Regions from separate parts of the Hordeum vulgare genome. Here region 1 is linked to region 2. A link is a contact called in public Hi-C data. All regions are on one chromosome and are shown on one strand. The core of a region is the stretch at or near the end of the contact, and the rest is flanking DNA. Distances in the headings are between cores, read along the strand shown. Region 1 holds the start of LOC123407284. Region 2 holds the start of LOC123407096 (pre-rRNA-processing protein TSR1 homolog).

Evidence for each region. A called contact is a pair of places that touch in the nucleus more often than the background predicts.
Region 1: a Hi-C map of seedling shows a contact between it and region 2, with 3 times the contacts expected there. The contact joins the promoter of LOC123407284 here to the promoter of LOC123407096 in region 2. A contact is called at or near these places in 2 of 6 Hi-C or Micro-C datasets (leaf and seedling) and 1 of 1 datasets of contacts at active chromatin or transcription factors (embryo).

The regions. Positions count from the first base shown.
Region 1 is chr7H:483,483,126-483,486,480 of MorexV3_pseudomolecules_assembly, forward strand. LOC123407284 reads left to right here and starts at 1,337. Exons shown (of 3, transcript XM_045100389.1): 1 at 1,337-1,583; 2 at 2,935-3,137; 3 at 3,244-3,355. The coding sequence starts at 1,476.
Region 2 is chr7H:482,756,808-482,760,139 of MorexV3_pseudomolecules_assembly, forward strand. LOC123407096 (pre-rRNA-processing protein TSR1 homolog) reads right to left here and starts at 1,549. Exons shown (of 21, transcript XM_045100140.1): 1 at 1,355-1,549; 2 at 1,149-1,234; 3 at 361-438; 4 at 126-257. The coding sequence starts at 1,436.

The sequences.
Region 1 (3,355 bases), core at 87-2,586, 730 kb after region 2:
TCGTACAATTGAGTGAGAGAAGAATAGAGTGCAGACCGAGATCCAGTGACCGGCATGTGGCCAGTCACACCGTAAGTGGAGGAAGCTAGCCGTTGGATGAAGGATGAACAGACGAGATCAAACACTGTACGTGAGTCACTGTAGTGCGTGCTATATGTGCGATTTCCTGTAGAAAATGTACTATAGTTTGAATACTGTTTACGAAGATCCATCCATTCGTCTTTGATCGGACTGTATAGAAAGGGTGCCAGGCACCGTACTGTTCACCGATGACTTGTCCACAGCAAGTCACCGGATCACAGTCCCTACAACCACCACCGCCCCACTCGTTCTTCACGTGTAAACTGAACTGTAAACTGAATGTACAAGTGTTTCGACAAACTAAATGGTAAGATGAGTACCACTTAAAAATGTAACATGTGTTAATTATTAAAAAATACAAGGGCTTTTATTATTAAGGTAAAGAAAAAGATATAGAAGATTTGGCGAAGGGCGATATCGTCCTTTTGACTATGAGGCTACAGTTCTTACAGTGAGGCTCCCAACTATGCTAGAAATAATCCAGATGCTCCCCGTCCCCGTTGCACAGCTGAGAAGATAAAAGCTTATATTTCTATGATTTTGCAGCACTTATATAGTCCTACCGTTGGGCACAGGTGTGAGACCAATACCTCCAACTCGGAGTGGTCGCCGCCGCCGCCAGGTACTATTTTCTTCAACTCAGATGCTGCAGTTTTTTTGGATTTAAATAGATCAGGTGTCGGGGTCGTTGCCAGGAACCATGAGGGACATTGTGTGGCTACATGTAGTGAACCAATTTTTGGTATTCTTGAGTCTTGAGATGGTAGAAGCAATTGTTATGCGAAGAGCAGTTTATTTGGCGCGTGATGAGCATTTCTCCGATGTTTTGTTGGCCTCGGATTGCTTGCCACTGGTGCAACGGTTGAATTCTTCTGTCCATGATCGATCTTTTATTGGTTTGGTTGTGGTTGATATCAAGTATGCGACAAGCGTCTTCGTTTCAGTGATGTTCAAACACGTTCGTCGGACATTTAAATGTAGCGGCACATTTGTTAGCTAAGTCATGTATGAACTCTGTTAGTCTAAGTGTTTCATTCTGCTTCGGATTGTATCCGAAAGACTCTTTGTAATATTGTCTAATTAATCAATAAAGTGCCGATGTTCTTTAAAAGAAAAAATCAAACCGCTTTTTTTCTGTTCGATTCCCACTCCACTCGGCGGATTCCACGCAGTTTCCTTCTCCCCTTTCCTTTGCAGACGTGGGCCCGCCGGACAGCCGCTTTCATCAGTCGGTCAGTCCTCCACTCCCCGCTCGCTCCTCACTCACTCGCTCACACTTCGCCTTCTTTCCCCATCCCCAGGCGGCGGCGGCCCCCTCGTTCCCACTCTCGCTCTCACAGGACAGCATCCAGAGTTCCAGACCTATAGCGGAGAGACGCTAGAGCGAGCGAGAGATGGGGGGGACGAGGAGCTGGAGCTCTCTGCTGGTGCACATTCTGGTGATCGCCCTCTGCCTCACCGCCTTCGGCTTCGCCATCGCCGCCGAGCGCCGCCGCAGCACGGTACGCGCGCCCTTCTCTCTGCCCGCCCCTGCTTCCTGCAAGTGCCCCCCAGCCGCCGCGCGCCTCTGGATCGGAGGGATCCCGAGAGGCCGGCCGTAGATTATCGGCGATTTTGTCTGAAGAACCGCCAAGGGTTCTTGGGTAGGACATTCCTGCCGTCGCTCGGTTACTCGGTTGGCGGAGAAAAAGCTAGATTAGGTTTTGTTTGAGCACGTACCTATCTGGGTTTGTTGATAGATGGGGTGAGCCCAGCCCAGATTTGTTAAAATCTGCTAGTACAGTACTACTCCCTTGTACCTAAATATAGTTCTCCCCAACTACAATTATTTAGGTACAGAGGTTGTATTTATTTATTTTGAAAGAAAAAATATCAAGTTTCTCATCTCTCACGAGTTAGTATCTGCTCTTGTGCTCAGCTGATGCACGAGCGTTCAGGTTCAACCGTTCACCGATCCGGGGAGAAACACGGAAAATTATAAGCTATACTTGCTGTTTGAGTGATGTGGATTTGATTGCTTTAGGATTTTGTTGTACTACTAGTATTTCGTTCAGACTGTAAAGATTTGAACCCAAATCGTCCCATCTCCAAACAAGTATGGTTTCTATATATTTGGCCTCTTTGATTCGCTGGATTCCAATGATAACGCAATAATAGGGAGGATTTAGGTGCAATATCATGCCCATTTGAATTTGCACCAAAAATTGTTCGTTTGCGGCCTCGAAAAAAAAGGAACCTAGTGAATTCAGAGAGCTTTTACAAGCTGAATGTAATCCGCGTGTTTGATCATTGTAAATGTTCTTTGTTCTAAAAAAAGGAACCTGCCCAAAAGGGTCGAGTTAACTGAAAATTCTTATGAATGTAGTGCAAATGAATCAGTTGGGAAAAATCTTGTTGGATGCAAACCTGCAAATCAAACGGCCCGCTGTCCATGTAGGTAGAACTCTACCCATCTCATCCTTAATGTTAATCTAGAAGGTACTAGTCAATCTGTTAATCATTGGTTCAAACCTAGATTCCTCTGTATTGAAATGATGTGTGTATATTTTGGCCGAGGCTTCGTGAGGTCTAGTCCACCATGTTCAAGGGCATCTACTTTAAGAAGATTTCTTATTTGGCCCATGGAGGAGCTAATCCGTGGATCTTGACGGAGAGGAAACGGGCTGGATTTGAATGGCAGATTGATCTTCCACTTCCGCAGAGTGGCATGAGAGATGCTTTCTGTACTTATAATCGGCTGATAATCTTATCAGTAGTAGTTAACTTTGAACAGTTTTCTTTCATTTGGTGATACCAAACAGTTGAAGTGTTTCTGTTTTTATTTACACATCAATTACTTTCTTATCACAACAGGGTTCGATAGTCACGGACATCAACAACTCCACATATTGCACTTACGACTCCGACATTTCTACTGGCTATGGTGTCGGTGCCTTCCTGTTTCTCCTCTCGGGCCAGTCACTCCTTATGGGAGTTACAAAGTGCATGTGCTTTGGCCAACCCCTCGCGCCCGGTGGAAGCAGAGCCTGGTCCATCATATACTTTGTATCTTCATGGTAATTTCCTTTGCCCGCTGAAAAAAAAAAAGCTGTCGTCCTTTCACTGATTGAGTTATATTACCTCTTCTTAATATGTGACAAGCATTTACCTGCACATCACCAGGATCACGTTCATAATCGCCGAGTCCTGCCTGATCGCCGGAGCGACGAAGAATGCGTATCACACCAAGTACAGGCACATGATATACGCGGGGAGCTGGACCTGCGACTCTCTG
Region 2 (3,332 bases), core at 299-2,798:
GCAGCCCAGTCATGGCCAGACATACAGCAAAATGATGCAAGAATAGGCACAAAATGGAATGGTTGAAAATAAATGTTTGCATTATGTACCAGGCATCTTTATTACTCTATTCCTACTGAACTAACCGTGGTTCGAAGTTTATAGGCAGGAGAGGCAACGGTGTTGGAAGTCAGTTTCTCATCTCCTCCTGCTGCAAATGTCAAAAGATCTTCTGCAAGTGGTCCAACATTTGCAGATGAGGAAAGGCCACAAAGAACCTGCAATAACCAGAGATTAGATTATATCTATTGTGTGACAGCAAGAAACAATAAAATAGGCCAATAGTGTAGGACAACGAGAGCAAATATCAAGAATACTAACAATAATACGGGGTGCACTCGAGGAGCCATTAGATGACCTCTTCTCCTTTAGCAAGGCTGCGCGTTTCTGATCACGAATCTGCGACCCAAGTTAAAAATATTTCAGGGAATAGGATAAGAATGGAAAATGATGATAGTAATGATCAAACTCTTTAAACATCAAATCGATGAAAATCCAACAGAAAACATATCCAACAACATAATAGAATTCATTTGGATGACAGACACGTAGCTTAAAAATAATACACAGTGAACGAAGATAATGTGCAGTTGAAATGAATTTTGTGAGGCTGCCCTTAATCTAGAAAGAACAGAGAAAGGTTGGAAGAAGAGAAGTTGATTAAATTTTAAGCCAAAGCAAATTTTATCAATTAAATATTCTTTACACGGCACGAGCCCCTACTGCTTGTTGGCAGAAGAAACATTTGAGCTCAACCAAAACAATTTATACAAATTGAAGCAATCTAATAGGCAAAATGCAGAAGGTTACAGTTTCACCTTTGCAAAATTAAGCTTATAGTTAGTCAACAGAAATCTGGCTTCAAAATGGTCGAAACAGGACGGAGCTCAATGAAAGCGAACAAATTCTAGTACTTCACTTGCGCCTAGTATAATCGCTAGCAAGTACTACCAAACAGCATATACAGGATACGAACAATAGTCTAATAATAAAAGAAAAAATGTAATCATGCAGGGCCTCAAATTTCGTCAGGTCTATCATATAGCCGAAGCTTGACCATCGCAGCTAAAGCACAAAAGGGGGCAGCTCGCTGAGCTAGAGCGTCTCACCGCTTTGCTGTGCTGGAGACGCGCCGCACGGGCGCCCTTGACTGCGGCGCGGTGGCTGCCCACCGGCTTCCCGCTCCTGACCTTATCTGCGGACACAGCAGCACCCGGCAGAAGTGAGATTTGCCGTTTTAAAGACGGGAAAAGCGATGTGCAAAACGTAGGGAGCTCGCGAGAGAGGGAGAAGCAGGAGTCTAGCTGTGCTGTACCGATCTTGTGCGAGTGGCGGGAGGCCTTCGAGGCGAAGCGCGTCTTGTGCGCCTTGTTGACCTGCGAGCGAGCGCCGCCCATCTCGCCGGCGGCGGGGCAGGTGGTGGGCGCGTTGGGGTTTAGGGCTTGGGTTGCTGTGGCGGCGCGCACGAGAGGTTGAGCTCTCCGTCGTTGCCTGCTGGTTTTGTTTTGCCAGAGAAGATATTGGGCCTGTCGTGGGCCACTTTTTTGGGCGAACACGGAGCTCGCGAGAGAGGGAGAAGCAGGAGTCTAGACAGTAAGGGCCTCTCTTTGGGACTACTACACTCCATCAAAATCAGTTCCGCTCCATCAAATTCACTTTAAAGCAGTTTCATATAGAAGTTGCAACCATTTTAAAAGAATGTTTGGCTCTCATTTAGCTCCAGCTTTACGGATGGAAAATTTGGTGAAAAGGATCTATTTGATTGGATGAGAGATAAGAAACGAATGGGTATCCACTTACTGATGGCAGTGGTGGGTAATTTTCTTCCAACTCCAGCTTCTATAATTTTATGGAGCATCTCCTAGGGAGCTTCACAAAAAACAAGGAGTTGGACCCGAGATTCTAGTTTTTTTTAGAGCGGTATATCGTGGAGCTACCCCGTTTGGCTTAAGTTTTCTAGAGCGGAGCTGAATTTTCTGAAGCAGAGCAGTCCCAAACAGGCTCTAAACCGCGGTTTTCAGATTACGATAAACGTGTTTTAAACGTCTGTCTTGAGTTGCAGCCGAACAAATCCCTCAAATTTAAACTGTAAAATCAAATATTCATTTATAATTTTTTCTCTACTTTTTTTCTTTTTCTCGTCCGTGTTCATGATCACCTAGATCGCTCCTACGAAGTCGACGGACATCACACGAAGCGGCCAAATACGGAGCCACTAGCATCCACGACGGCTCTCACGAAGCGCTCGTCATCGTAGATGAGCTAGCTAGCTCCTCTGTTGCAGTAGCTAGCTCGAGTCGATCCAGGATCTAGCTAGCTAACTCCTCTATCATCGTAGCTAGCTCCTCCGTAGTTGCTCGAGTTCCGGGCGAGTTTCGTGGCGGAAGGTCAACGGAGCCCGTGTGCGTATGGTGGAATTCCCTTGTCGCGTAGAGTTGATCGGTTTTCAGGACACCCTCAGTTTTGCCTCAAAGACTGTAAATAAAGGGTCGTGGGGTGGATTCTCATGGGCGTGAAAGAAGTTTACAAGTTTGACCACTTTTATGGGATCTATTCAAGGTGTTTTTTGACACTGCGAAACTAAATACATTATTTTTATGGGTTTGATCACTTTTAAGGGTTGTGCAAGAGATGCTCTAAGACTACTCATAGTGGGGAGTAACATGAATGTTATTAATCTATGTTACTATCTTCTTCTCGGAAAAAAATGTATGTTACTACCGTTATATTGGAGAGTAACATATGTGTTGCGTCATGCAACACTTTATTTATTAACTTATCGATTCATCTTGTCTTGATATGTATGATGTTACTCATCTCATCATTAAATCATTGCTGCATAAGCAAATTTGCTGAGTTGGACCTTATGTTACTGTTAAAGTTACTCTCACTATAAGTAGTTTAAAGCCTAAAACGTAAAAGCACCCCAAGTCTCGCAACTTGTCTAAAACGTGATGATTTAGTACATGTTCGACAACGCTCCCGCAACCACCTTCTCCAAGATTGGAGTTGAGCCGAACAGCTCTGACTCCGTGGATTCTAATATTGAGAAGCGACTCGACCACATGGTGTAAAAACAGAGGAGTTGAGAAGTTGGCCTTTCCCAACTCTAAAAATTGAAGAAGCAAGAGTTAAGACATATTACAACGAGATGCCACCGCTAAGTGAGTTTGTAGCGTACCAATTCGCTCATTCTTTTTCTCTCTCCCTTTTTTCTCCATCTTCTCCCCGACCAGATGTTCCACACATGCACGAGGAGATGATGCTGGAAGCGAACAGGTCGAACGATTTCC